Regions from separate parts of the Sus scrofa genome. Here all the other regions are linked to region 3. Evidence: chromatin contacts called from public Hi-C data. All regions are on one chromosome and are shown on one strand. Each heading gives the region's core, a stretch centred on a gene start, on an enhancer-like site or on the middle of the called end of the contact. The rest is flanking DNA. Distances are from core to core; before and after follow the strand shown.

The links. A called contact is a pair of places that touch in the nucleus more often than the background predicts.
Region 1: a Hi-C map of liver shows a contact between it and region 3, with 1.7 times the contacts expected there. The contact joins two enhancer-like sites. A contact is called at or near these places in 15 of 47 Hi-C or Micro-C datasets (adipose tissue, alveolar macrophages, embryonic fibroblasts and 9 more) and 2 of 2 datasets of contacts at active chromatin or transcription factors (alveolar macrophages and skeletal muscle).
Region 2: a Hi-C map of liver shows a contact between it and region 3, with 6 times the contacts expected there. The contact joins two enhancer-like sites. A contact is called at or near these places in 4 of 47 Hi-C or Micro-C datasets (embryonic fibroblasts, liver and subcutaneous adipose tissue).

Annotation. Positions count from the first base shown.
Region 1 is chr9:115,555,304-115,558,269 of Sscrofa11.1, forward strand. All of the region lies in intron 1 of TNFSF4 (TNF superfamily member 4), which reads right to left. Among named protein-coding and RNA genes, the nearest start is that of TNFSF4, 15 kb to the right of the region's middle. Within about 2 kb of position 1,463, at least 16 of the 83 cell types and tissues checked have an H3K27ac peak or open chromatin away from gene starts, as enhancers often do. A contact at or near this core is called in liver, where this site is marked.
Region 2 is chr9:115,137,174-115,140,166 of Sscrofa11.1, forward strand. No RefSeq gene overlaps it. Among named protein-coding and RNA genes, the nearest start is that of FASLG, 70 kb to the left of the region's middle. Within about 2 kb of position 1,513, at least 19 of the 83 cell types and tissues checked have an H3K27ac peak or open chromatin away from gene starts, as enhancers often do. A contact at or near this core is called in liver, where this site is marked.
Region 3 is chr9:115,339,690-115,342,465 of Sscrofa11.1, forward strand. No RefSeq gene overlaps it. Among named protein-coding and RNA genes, the nearest start is that of TNFSF18, 120 kb to the right of the region's middle. Within about 2 kb of position 1,277, at least 3 of the 83 cell types and tissues checked have an H3K27ac peak or open chromatin away from gene starts, as enhancers often do. A contact at or near this core is called in liver, where this site is marked.

The sequences.
Region 1 (2,966 bases), core at 213-2,712, 220 kb after region 3:
GTTGAAATGATGAGTCATATCCTATGAAGCAGAAATACAGTAGCCTGTAAAAGGAACAGCTTAGCAAGATTAGACCCAGCCTTCCTTCCTGCCCACCGCTCCCGCCCCCTTGCTTTTCTGTAACATCTCTTAAGACAAGTTAGGAGTCTTCTGCTCTTTCATGCAAGTAAGATCTGTCCTCATTTGCCAAATTCCTCCTTGGTATACTGTTTTGGCTCACTGAGCCCCAATTTCCCATTCTGGATAACAGCACTTAATAGTCATCTTGTCAAGAAACTCATTCAGTCACAGAGATCCTTCATGGATAAAGCTAGGACCAATTAATTTGAAATGGTCACAGACTCCCAGAATGCACTGAGAGTAAAATCTGGGAGCTTCCTGGCTACTGGGTCTTTTCCTATGAAACAGAAGTAACAGTGTCCTACTTTCAGGGCATAAAGGCAATAAAAACTATTCTAATCCTTCAGAGATCAATAGATTTGAGTGTAGCTTTTTTTTACTGTTGGGTCTTTTCCTACTTTTTAACTACGTAAAAAACCTTAAACCAATGAGTATTCAAAAGCAAGAAAGAGGCAAAACAATGAAGAAAGGAAGTTAAGAAATAAAATGTCTGGAAATTTTGTGGTTAAAAAAACAAAGAAGTTTGATAAGCAATGAGATCCTGCTGTGTAGCACTGGGAACTATATCTAGTCACTTATGAGGGAGCATGATAATGTGAGAAAAAAGAATGAAAACATGTATGTGTAACTGGGTCACCTTGCTATACAATAGAAAATTGACAGAACACTGTAAACCAGCTATAATGGAAAAAATAAAAAAACACTATAAAAATCACTTAAAAATAATAATAAATAATAAAAATTGAAGTATTAAAAAAAAGAAGTTCAATATGGAGCAAAGCCTAAAATAGCCTAAGTGAAAAAAGCAAAAGCAAAGGGCATAAAGTATATTACCACTTGTGTTAAAAAAAATAGTAATAATGTCTGTGCAGGCATTGAATTTATCTGAAAGAATATATGTTGCCTTTGGAAAAAGGAACTGGAAGTCTGGGGTCAGGGGTAGCAGGGACCCTTACTTTCCATGGTCTACTATTTTGTATTTTTAAAATTTTGTATTACATACTGAAAAAGGAAACAGAAAAACAAAAACAAAAACCTACCACCTATTGTGCCTGCCAAGAACACCCGCTCCTCCCACCAGGTTATTTTTGGCAAGATGTCCAGATCAAAGGTGTGGGGAAGGATTTGTTTTCATACTCGGGGGGCGGGAATCCCTGCTTCCCACTTTCCTGGCACACTTGCAGCAGCAAACGGATTCCACTGGGGCCTGCCCACACAGATGAAGAATCCCCTACTTCCCTTTAAGTAAAATCATAAGCCTCAAAGCAACTGAAACCAACAGGCAGTGCAGGAAGAAGGGATAGCCTTTCTGAGCCCTGCCAGCGGCCAGGCCCAGGAATGATATTAGTCAGTGGTGAGCACATGGAGAGGTGCTGACTTGGGAAGACTTGACAGTCTTTGGCTGTCTCTCCTGTGACCTTTTGTGAGGGTGGATTCCTGTTCTTTGTGCTTACAGCAACGTTCTGGAAGAAGGCCTCTCAAAAGGCATATTACCCAATCATCATAATCCCCTGGGTAAATGAATGCCCCTCAGGTTGGTCCCAGCCTGAAAGGCCACCTTACTAAAATCAGAAACAGTCTTTTCACACAAAGAGCATAGGGCTCAGCAATGAAGGAACCTGGTTCCAATGGCAATCAGGCAAGTACAGTGTCACCTTAGGCCAGTTTCATAATTTCCCTAGGTGTCAGTTTTCTCAACTTTAAAAATTATTCAAAGATCACAGGCATCCCTTCAGCACTGTCCACGATTTAAATTTTTAAAGTTGCAACTCTAAGTCAATTCTAATAAAGAGAAAAACAGGAAACCTCCTCATCCCAAATTTACTTCAAGCTCTCTGACCTAAAACCCCTCATGATTTGGGTATTTGAGTGATTTTGCAAAATCTCCAAAAGGTTCCTGCAAATCAAAGAAATTTCCCAATGTTCTAAAGTACTCTGATGAAGTAGGGGCGGTAGTGACCAAGAGGACATTGTAAGACCAAGATGCTGAGAGGCGGCAAGGAATACACACAACTCCCCTCTCAGGTTAGAAGCACTGCAACTCCAGGCTCAGGCTTCCTTCCTTCTCCTGAATATTATCCAGTATTAGAAATTGGCCTCTTCCTCAGAAGTTTTTCACTAGCATCAGCACGACCAAGTCTAGGCAATGTTGTGAAATAAGGTCGTTCTTCTTCTTGCTCCATGTCCCTCCACAAGTTTCCCCTGCATCCCCCATACTTGATTACCTCATGCTGACCACCCCACTGCCCAGAAACACCCCCACAGTACCCAATTCAAGGCCTTCCATGGCCTGGTGCCAACCTCCTTGTCAAGCATTATTATTATACTTATCCTTTCTGTGTCTTATGCTCCAGCCAGTCATTTCCTCTAAACTCTTTGCCCTTGAATAGAGCCTGGGAGGATAAAAGAGAGCGCATAGGCTTGGGAGTCAGATTCAATTCAAATTGTGACCTCTCTAGCTTTGTGAATTTGAAAACATTATATACCATTTCTGAGCTTTAGCTTTCATATCTGTGAAAGTAAGCCATAATAACATTCCAGGAGATGACTGTAAAGCTTAAATAAGTTAACATATGTGAAAGCACTGAGCAGTTTGTTTGGCACATGGTAAGCATTCAAAAAATATTTTCTTCTTTGGTTCTCTCCACCAAGAATGTCCCCCAATCTCTGTTTACCCATCAAAAATATCACTACTTACAAGGCCTAAATCAAATCCCTGATTTTTGGTTTCCCATAGCAAGTACTTAAAAACCACTCTATTCAAACAGATGTTTATGATGGTTTTAATATTGCCAAAACTTGACGAGCAAAAGCATCCAAGATGTTTTCAGTTGAATGGATAAATA
Region 2 (2,993 bases), core at 263-2,762, 200 kb before region 3:
GATGGACATGTAAGGTGCTTCCATGTCTTGGCTAAATAGTACTGCAATGAACATAGGGGTGCATGTATCTTTTCAAATTATTATTTTCTCTGGATATATGCCCAGGAGTGCGATTGCTGGTTCATATGGTAACTCTATTTTGAGTTTCTAAGGAAATTCCATACAGTTCTCCATAGTGGTTTCACCAGCTTACTGTCCTACCAACAGTGTAGGAGTGTTGTCTTTTCTCCACACCCACTGCAGTATTTATTATTCGTAAATTTTTATGATGGACATCCTGAGTGGTGTGAAGTGATAGCACTTTGCAGTTTTGATGTGCATTTCTATAAAAATTAATGATGTTAAGCATTTTTTTGTGTGCTTTTTAGCCATCTATCTTCTTTGGAGAAAGGTCTGTTTAGATCTTCTGACCACTTTTTAATTTTTTTTTTTCTGGTATAAAGATGTATAAGCTGTTTGTATGTTTTGGAGATTAATATCTTGTTGGTTGCTTTGTTTGCAAAGATTTTCTCCCATTCTGTGGAGTGTCTTTTCTTTTTTTGTCTTTTTTTTAAATGGTTTCCTTTGCTAGCGTGGCTTTGGAATTTCAGTTCCTACAAGATGGCAATGGCTTTAGGCATAATTCTACATTATGGTCACTAGATGGCAGTAGAAACCAGTGCCTCCATGATCTTTAAAAACTATTCACCAATTACTGACTATCTACTCTGCATGAGGTACTTTGTTAGGAACTGAGAGGAGTGGGTGTGGAGAAGGGGTGGGCACAAAGATAAATAAGAGGCAATTTCTGGCTTTCAAGAATTCAGGAGTTAACAGAAAGAAAGATTAACCAAATCAAATTGTGGTAATCCTACAGTAGATGTTTAAACCAATATTATAGTAAAACAGGAGGCAGGGATTAATTCTGACTACAAAAATGGAAGAAGGCTTCACAGAACAAATTTGATATGGACCTTGAAGGATGGGCATAGGTTGGACATAGGGAGTGGGAAGAAGCAAGTAGAGGGGGGAAAGCATTCCAAACAGAGGGTACAAATCTGGGAAGAATATTTAGAGAATAGTAAATATTGAGGTGTGGCAACAAATTAAGATATGTGAAGGAAATAACGGCAATTTTTGGGGGAAGCAAAGTTGGCATCTCGTCATGGGAGTGCTTAACATGGGTGCAGGGCGCTGCCTCTGATACCTGTGATCACTTCCCTGTCTACGGGCTGCATGCTGGGTGAGCAGGCAGTTTTTGGATAAAATACTCTGTCCTTTGTGGCAGAACAGCTTGTCTCAGTGTCCTGGGAAGCCACTGCTGGATCAGAAGCTGAGGACACAAATACTCCCAGGGAGGAGGCTAAGTGGGTGCCTTGCCTGGGTGGGCACCAGGCCAGACTCAGCCTCTCTGAAGAGCCTAGGTGACCTCAGCTTGTTTCCATGTGGGGATGTGGGCAAGGTATTACAAGTCTTCTAATTTTTCAAGAGAAGTCGGAAATACTAATTTATGTGACATTTCCTGCTTTTTAAATGCTGGCACTGACTCATGGTTTAGAAAGCACCAAGTGAGCCAAGCAAAACATAGCTGTGGGCTGGAGCAATCATTCTGTGACCTCTGTTCCAGAGAGTCATCTGCGGGTTCCTTTCCTGGTCTTTGTCATGGCTGAGATCCAGACCCCAATGTCCATGGAGGGAGTTCCTCCTTTCCTAATTTCCCCTTTCGTGTGTAGAAAGCTTTCCTAGCAGTGTCGCTCAGATCCACTCTCCCCAGACCTTCCTGCCAGTTCTGTACCAACCCCTGTCCCCACCCACTCCATCCTGGCATCCTTCTTATGTCTCAAATACATCAGTGCCAGCTTTAACAAGGACCTGATGGTTTATTTGTACTCAGAAACTGTCATTCACAAGTTACTCTGGTCTTCAGAAGTAATTTTCCTTTAAAATCTCGTGCTTCTGTAAGCTTTTAGGTTACACTTAAAATAGTATAGTCTACTTGCATATCTACCTATGGGTTTTAAGCCCTTAGTATTTCCTATTAATGAGAACTAGGGGAGAACTGGGATTTTGTTTTTCTCTTGCTGATGTCCTATTACAGTTGTCAGGATCAAAGGCAAAGGGTGATCAGTATTCCATGTTTCTTGAGTCCATGGAAGCTGGGAATTTGATTCAAGGGCACAAGAGTACCTGAGAAATTGATGATGGAGAGGCATGGAGTGCAGGCTAAGGAAGGAGGGAGGAAGTTTCTTTCCTTCCCTTTCTCTCTTTTCTGGAGATCAGAGCTCCAGGTGGCACAGCAGAAAAGAATAGATTCTAAAGCCAGACTCTCAGAAGTTCCATCTCAGTTCTTCCCCTGATAAGAAAGGTGACTTGGGGCACATTCCTTAGACTCTGTCTCCTCACCTGTGAAGTGGTGATATTAATACTATCTCCTAGAGCTGTTTTGAAGAATAAATAAAATGGCCCAATGTACGCAGAAGGTAAATAAATGGGTATTTTTTTCTTGTACTTTTTTTTTTTTTTTTTAATAGCCATACCTGCGGCATGTGGAAGTTTCCAGGCTAGGGATTGTCAGAGCTGAAGCTGAGGCCTGTTCTACAGCCACAGCCATAGCAACAGCAATCTATGCCCCAGCTTGTGGCAATACTGGATCTTTAATCCACTCAATGAGGCCAGGGATCAAATCTGTGTCCTCATGGACTCTACCCATGAGCCACAATAGGAACCCCTTGTGTGTGTGTTTTTAATATGAATGTTGCCATAGCATTTATTTTCAAAGACCAATTACAGACCTTCAGATCCTTTTTAACTCCCCTTTCTTTTCCTATCTCATTGTGAACTTTTTTGCAGAGAACTGGATTCTGTCCAGTGGTTTCCTGCTTATATTACTAGGGCTTAGAAGAGGGAGGGAGGGGCTGAAGGCTTGTCCTGGAAATCCTAGGGAATGAGTCTCCTCAGGAAGTTTGGATGCCAGTGGATGTTTTGGACTGACCCCAGTGAGGTCTGCTTCCCAC
Region 3 (2,776 bases), core at 27-2,526:
GTGACTGGGTCATTCTTGCTGTGTAGCAGAAAATTGACAGAACACTAAATCAGTTATAATGGAAAAAACAAAAATCATTTTATATATATATAAAAGAAATAATACTAAAGAAAAAAATGCCTTAGACCATAAAGTGTGATAATCAGTAAGTTCCCAAGTTAAGAATGTTTCAGCCTTAGTTTCACACTACTTTCCATTTTACTTGCCAATAGTACATTTAAAGTAAGGCAGGAAAGACCTGAATAGATTAAATAATTTGGTACTTTGGGATGAATATTGAAAAACATGAACCTTAGTGCATGTGTGGCAGGTCAGAAAGCCAGTACTTGTTAGAACAAGAGAAGGGAATTCCCAAAGTCATAGGCAGAAAGTAACTTTGTCCATTTGGAACCACAGTTGTGCTGTTTGCAACATTGTATTTCACTCTGTGTTAAAGTGTGGCTATTGGATAGATACGAAAAAAAAAAAAAAAAAGAAAGAAAAGAAAAACAGAATAATTGACACCCAAACCAGGGATATTTGTGAGTTAGCATTTGAGATGACACCTGGAAAGAAAGAAGAGGTTTGAGAAGCTGCTCTCAGGTTCCCTGCAATTTGCTCATGGAAACCCCTTTCCAATACCCAGAGTATTGTAAGAAGCTTTGCTGGTAAAGAACCATCAAAGGCAAAGAACCAGAATGAGGATTAAATGTTAAACTCTTCGACACACCTGGAAAGTAAATCTAGTAAGAGGGAATTCGTGCCTTTATTGGGAACTATACTGGGATCATGAAAAGTCTGAAAACCCTAAGTCAAACAACCTAATTTGTACAGCCTTCTGTAAAATTTAGCAGAGGATTTAGGAGATCACTAAAGTGAAAGAATTTTAATTTGTATGTTCTAAATATGAGTCAACTGCCAAAACTGCCAAAACACTAACACTGTTAGTCTAGGCACAGGACCAAAATAAGGGGAAATGTCAGTGGTTGTGTATTATGAAACAGTCAAGCTACTTGTTTACTGCTGGGTTTATCCCTGGATGTCACATTTTAACAGGAATACTGATCAATTAGAACATGTACAAAGGAAAATAACTAGAGTGATCAGGAACTTGGAAACAACTCATAAAAAACAATTAATGACTGGAGTTCCTGTTGTGGCTCAGTGGTTAATGGATCTGACTAGGAACCATAAGGTTGCGGGTTTGATCCCTGGCCTTGCTCGGTGGGTCCGGCGTTGCCATGAGCTGTGGTGTAGGTTGCAGACTTGGCTCGGGTCCTGCATTGCTGTGGCTATGTTGTAGGCCAGCAGCTACAGCTTTGATTAGGCCCCTAGCCTGGGAACCTCCATATGCCATGGGTGCGGGCCTAGAAAAGCCAAAAAAAAAAAAAAAAAAAAAAGAGAGAGACAAAAAGATAAAAAAAAAATTAATGACTAATGAGAAAATGTGGCCTCAAAAGAGAAAAAGGAAAGACTGATGCAATTCCATGTTTGAAGGAATGTCATATGGGAAGGGGAACAAACTCATTTGTGTTGGTCTATAGGGCAGATGGACAGGGAAGTTTTGGAGATGCAGATTTAAAGACATGTTTGAAAAGAATTATCTAATAATTAACACGTCAATTGTGCATAAGGTTATGTGAAGTAATAGGCTGAAAATGATCAAGGAGAAGCTCTTGGGGATGTTGCAGTGGGTGGGGTTTCTGCACTAGGTGCGGCTTTGTGCTGGGTGACTCATACATTGCTAGCTCTTGAATTGTAGAGCTTCTTCCCTCTCAGATAGATTTTTTTTAATGAAAATTGCTCTTGGAAATTCACTTCGTTTTTCTCCTGTGTGAGTCAAGTAAATCCACTTACTTACTGAGTTACATTTATTTATTAGAGAATATAATGTGGTTTGCAAAGTAGCCCTCTGTTGTGAGGAAAAGGTTGTCTGAATTTGAGTTGTCTCTCATAGTACATTCCAGGTCCCAAAGACTTCATTAAGCAGAAGGATATGGTTGATACTTTTCCTCAAAAAGAAAAGGTTTTTTTTCTGTTTGATGGTTGGAGAGTGTTCCTGCCCTAAGAAAAGGAGAATAACTTTTAGTACACTTGTTCATGCCAATGTTCTATATTGAAAATATGTCTAGACCTCCCCTAATTCAGAGTTCCCAACATGATACTAGGTAAGTATTCATGTTTACTTTACTAGAGCCTTACAAATAATTGATTCAGATTTGATTCATTTTTTAAAAAATAACTTTATATACTATTATACTTTGAAATATTCTAAATGGCATATGCATTCATTCACATATATATTCAGAAAATATGTATTATCCTACCATATATGGGAATACAGGAGTGAACAAGACAGAAATATCCCCTGCCCTACGTGAACTTAGATTTTAAGTAAAGGGAGACAGAAAAAAACAAAAAAACAAGTATTTAGCACACAACATGCAGAAAAGTGAATAGATAGATGGAGGGATTGATCAATGTGTTTAGCTCATTTAAAGTGCTACATAAAAGGGGGTGTGATGGTGGCTATGTAAGAATTGCTAATAGAGAATATGTGCTTATGTTTCATGGAGAAGCTAATGTTTGACTTGAGACCTAAATAAACAAAAGAGGGGCTAGCCATGTGAAAATATGGAGAGCACCTCTCTAGGCAAGAGAACAGCTGATACAAAGGCCCTGTGGTGAGAAAGAGACTGACTTGTTGAGGAGCAACAAGTCCTTGGAGACCGAAGGACAGTGAGTGTGGGAGGGAAAATAGTGGTAGAGGAAGCAAGCAAGTACATGGGGGCCAGAT